2 separate regions of the Hordeum vulgare genome follow, and region 2 is linked to region 1. Evidence: chromatin contacts called from public Hi-C data. All regions are on one chromosome and are shown on one strand. The core of a region is the stretch at or near the end of the contact, and the rest is flanking DNA. Distances in the headings are between cores, read along the strand shown.

Evidence for each region. Hi-C and Micro-C count contacts between places; a contact is called where the count stands out from the background.
Region 2: a Hi-C map of seedling shows a contact between it and region 1, with 3 times the contacts expected there. The contact joins the promoter of LOC123444226 here to the promoter of LOC123440158 in region 1. A contact is called at or near these places in 1 of 6 Hi-C or Micro-C datasets (seedling) and 1 of 1 datasets of contacts at active chromatin or transcription factors (embryo).

The regions. Positions count from the first base shown.
Region 1 is chr3H:455,500,433-455,502,984 of MorexV3_pseudomolecules_assembly, reverse strand. LOC123440158 (transcription factor MTB2-like) reads right to left here and starts at 1,278. Exons shown (of 1, transcript XM_045116729.1): 1 at 1-1,278. The coding sequence starts at 435.
Region 2 is chr3H:455,641,575-455,644,126 of MorexV3_pseudomolecules_assembly, reverse strand. It overlaps LOC123444226, which reads right to left and starts at 1,276. Exons shown (of 7, transcript XM_045120886.1): 1 at 956-1,276; 2 at 698-830; 3 at 404-507. The coding sequence starts at 1,017.

The sequences.
Region 1 (2,552 bases), core at 29-2,528:
CGGCCCGCCGGCGTCCCCTGGGAACGAGAAGTACATGGACGCCAGGAAGTACATCTCGGCGCCGGTGACCCGGTCGAGGCGGAGCGCGTAGTCGGCGCCGTCCTCGTCCCCGCCGCCATACAGCGCGTGCAGCCGCAGCAGCGCGCGCTTACGCGCCAGGCTCCTGTCCGTGGCGGCCCCGGCATCCTCGGCCGGGCCGTCGCGGCAGTGCCCGTCGCCCCAGCCGAGCACGGGGCGGCCGCCGCGGGACTCCTGCCAGTAGATGCCGTAGGTCCAGGCCCCTCCCCGCTCGACGAGGTCGCACAGGCGCGCCTGCAGCTCGGGCGACGACGAGGCCGGACCGTCGAGGTGCGGCGGCGTGGTGGCCAGGTGGTGCGCGGCGTCCTGCCCCAGGACGGCCGCGAAGAGCGCCGCGTCCGTGTCAGACCACGACATGCGGCCGTGCGTCGTCCTGCGCGTTGGTCTGTCGAAGAAATGGACCCGGCCGAGAAGCTGCCGCTGCGCTGCCAACTTTGGTGGCGTTGCTATGCTATGCTATGTTATGCTCTCGGTCGGCTTGGTGGTTTCACCGTCTCTTGTTTTATATAGGGCCGAGCCGGAGCCGACTTCCAGCCCTGGATATGACAGAGGAAGATCACGTGCGCGAAGGAGTTGTTTTTCTCGGTTGCGACGAATGCGTTGGTCACTTGACTACAAGCCTACAACTACAAGTAACTGTGGTGTGGTCTGTGGAGTGGATGCGCCCCGTTAAAAACGAGACGCGGCCGTATGACAAGCCAAGGTACAGGAGCCAGGTAGGTTCGGCGCACCGGGACACTGGTCTGGTTGCCGTCCGTGTCACGTGAATCATGTTGGCGATGCATGCAGTACTGAGCAGCGAGTGAAGATGGTACTACTGAGTAAGGTGAGCAGTGAGTCAATCTGTTCTAGATGCCGAGAACCTGCTGCCACTGTGCCACATGCATGTATCGCGCGCGTAGCTTGTTCGGCTACATCGGTTGAACCATTTCTAGTAGCTCCGTGTATACACGGACGGTGCCTTTTGATGGTCGGGCCGGCGATCAATGATTTGGGAATGGCTGGACAGAAGAGGGCACATATCGCACGCAAAATGGAACTCGGTGCACCCACGCACCGAAAATGGCACGGCAAACGCAGAGCGCGTACTACGCGGTTCCATGGCGGATGGCTCTCATTAGCTCCAAATTCTAGGTTCCCCACTTGGAGCATCTAGTCCAACTTGTAAATTCGACTCCTTAAACGTCTAACTGACCAATCACGTCTTAAATCTATTTGTTCACGTTTAACTTATTTTCATTTTTCATCATCTTGGTCCATACAAAATCATGTAAAATACATATCCTACGTACTACTCTTTACTATTCTCTGTCATCGTCGCACACGGCTTGAGCCGCCTATGCCGGAGCCTGAGCCGTTTGTGCCGCCTCCTTCGCAACCCGCTTTGTCTTCATCAACTGTCAACGAAGACGCGTGGCCTCCGGAGCCGACTCCGAACGAATGAAGTTTGGGATGGCCTGCTGCTCTGGTCACATATCCATGTCCTCCTTCATCGACGACGCCTCCTCCTCCGTGACATGCAGCGGCGGCACCTCCTCTGCCGGCTACTGTTTGTCCTCCCCATCTATATCCAGCGGTGACGTCTCCTCCACCGACTCCTGTTCCTCCTCCTCTTCACCCAGCTCCTCCTCCTCTTCCTCCTCCACCTCCTCCTCCTTCTCGAAATCCTCCTTCGAATCCAGAGGTAGTCCCGCGGCCCTTCGGATCCGGACCTGTTCAAGGTGCGAGAGACGATGCTCGATCGTGTAGTGACGACGACGTGGGTGTATGACTGACAGGCTCGGATGGCGACAATGAAAGGAAGGAGATAGATGTGGTAGGGTTGGGGATGTCGACCGGTTTAAATAGCCGGCAATGGTCTCGGGCGAGGAGCCAGAGCAACGTCATGGGACGTTCACACCGTGACAACGGTCGAGGCACCCATCAAACCGTCGGGTTTTCACACGAATCTGCATGAGGCCCCGGGGTCAGGCCAAGGTGACAAACGTGTCCGAGCTCCTTATATTTTTTTCATATTTGAATTAAATATGAAGCATGTCAATTAGCCGAGATATTTAAGGTCCTTAAAGGGATCCATCTGAATCAAATTTCGGTGATCGGTCCATGACCGAGCAATTTGCCGGGAGTTTGAAACGGTTTAAATGATTCGATTATAGATGCTCTTACTTCCGGAGCTGAAGACGGTTGGTTAATGGCTAGCCAAAATGGCCAAACATTGCTGGTACACGGATAGAAGTATAGTTCGATAATGTTGGCAACTGCTCGTAGGATGGACTCGAGTGGACCATGCCAGCACCATCGTTTTGGAACACGAGTGGTCGATGCCCGCCCGTCCGCCCGCACGATTGCGTTCATTTCATCTGCAGGCCGGGAAGAAGACAATAAGAGCAAATCGAGCATGCATGCACGCACGCACGCAGCTCAAGGGAACACATGACGTTTTCACGGAGAGACGTGTGTCTGCAGCAACCGCT
Region 2 (2,552 bases), core at 27-2,526, 140 kb before region 1:
TTTGGTCATGGCCAATATTTGTTAGGGTAAAGTGTGATCATTCAAACACCCTTTAGTTTTCAGATTACCCAGGAAAAGACTCTACATGAATAATATGGAGCAGTTTTTATAAGCTCGGAAGAGACCAGCTAAATCATGATTTGCTGATCAGGAAAAAGATAAAAGGTAACTCATGACCCGAGAAACGATACCCTAGTTCGCTGATAATGGATAGAAGATAACTCCTACCCTATCAACTATGCAAATAATTAAAAAATGAGATGTACAGTAACTGGTAGTTCTCAAACTATAAACCGTGTGTCTGCTTCTCTAGATGAAAATAAAGCAATTTCAGACAGACATCAGATAAAGACATGGAGCAGTAGGTACTGGTTTACAGTCAAGAAATATAAACTTGGCTTACTTCTGTGAATCAATAATGGACATGCGTGCCACTATAAGTTCGCAGTACACTTCGATCAGGTCATATGCTTGCATGAACTTCTCTTCCCTTATGACATGTTCAACCTGTGGGGGAAATGGCATAGGTCAGTAGTAGAAGAAAATGCCGGGCAGAAGCATAGAATTTTGTGACAAGCGGACGGACGTACTTGAGCACAGAAATTGGCAATAGCATAATGTAACAGGGAAGATAAGTTAGCACAATCGACCAACCATTGGCCCGATACTCAGTTCACACAGACACATCGAGGCTTACCCTGATGCGCGCGGTCTGGTCCTGGTTTCCGTCGAGCAGCTGCGCGACCTCGCGGCGCATCTGGCGCACCTGCACCTCCTTCTTGTTCCGCAGCAGCTTGATCCGCGCCATGGCCATCTTGAGGGCAATCTTGCTGAGACGCCACAAAAACAACAACAACAACAACAACAACAAGCGTTCAATTTCGCACCCCGCGGAAACCAACGGGGAAAGGAAAGAAGAAGCAAGAATACGCGAGCAGGGACGATCTGGACTGACCACTTGTCGGGCTTGAAGCCCTTGCTCAGGACGCCCGACAGCTTCCCCTTGCTCCTGTGCATCTTCGCCGGCCCTCCGTGTCCCCGCGCGCCGCAGCACCACGGCTAGATTCGAAGGGGATCGAATCGAATCGGCTCCGTCGGGGGGCCGGCGGGGCTGGCTATAGAAGTATTAGAAGAAGATGCTTCTTCCTCTCCGCGTTGGTGAGGTAGATTGGAAAGGGGGCTACCGCCAAGGGGAAGGGGAGGAGACTTGTTGGTGAGAAACACAACCGTTTGTTTGCGGGTGGGATTTCCGTGACGCGTGAGCGGCGCTTTCGCCCCGCCTTCTTCAACGCTTCCGTTTGTCGATTCGCGTGCGGGAGGGGAGGGAGGAGGGGAGGGGCATTGACCTTGACCGCCGCGGGGCCGCGTGGAGGTGGGATTTTTCGTTGGTTTGGCGGGGATCTTCGGATGGCAGGCACCTGGCAATTTTTACCATAAACAAAAGGCACTTGCCAATTTCTGTTCTTCCCCACACATTTCTTTTTCTTTTATAAGGCTATATAGTCGTAATGAAAGTATTATAGGTAGTACTTCCTCCATTTCTAAATATAAGACCTTTTAGAGATTCCACTATAAAGTCGTAATGAGAGTATTATAGGTAGTACTCCCTCCATTTCTAAATATAAGACCTTTTAGAGATTTCACTATAAACTACATACGGATGTATATAGACATATTATAGAGTATAGATTCACTCATTTTGTTACGTATGTAGCCTCTAGTGAAATCTCTACAAGGTCTTATATTTAGGAACGGAGGGAGTATCATGCATGTCAAATAGATTATCTTGATGAGGTGGCATAAAATTAAATGAAGACAGAGAGGGTTCAGTATCATATCATGATAATGTATCATATTAAATGGTGTGTTACTATGTGTCATGCATGGTACTCCCTCCGTTCCTAAATATAAGTCTTTAAAAAGGTTTCATTAGTGGACTACATACGGATGTATATAGACATAATTTAGAGTGTAGATTCACTCATTTTGCTCCGTATGTATACTCCTAGTGAAATATCTTAAAAGATTTATATTTAGGAACGGAGGGAGTAATAAATAACATATTTTATGATACTAACATATGATACTATGAATTACGGGTGTAATATGCATAATACTAATATATGATACTCCATATTACAACCAGCCTAAAAGCATAAAAAGCACTCTGCAGGTGTGGTCAGCCATTTTATGTTGATGAATGCTTGAACAAATAGGTTATTCTTGAAGAATGCATTTTTCTTTTCTGGAAATGGGGACCAGACTCACCCGATCTGCACATTGGGATGCAGAGAGCCATAAATGTACTGAACAAAAATCATGCCATACGCATCAAGATCAAACACATCATCAACATAAAAAATACTACCCCCTTCTAAAATAATTGAGGCCTCCTTTGGTTTAGGTTTAGAGAAATAAAAACATTCATTTGGTTCGGAGAAGTAAAATCCTATTTCTACGGAGGAATCATTTCGATCCTTCACATTTCATAGAAAAATAAATGTTAGCCTAGACCCACGGAAGAAATGGATCAAAGGACATCTCTTTTTCTA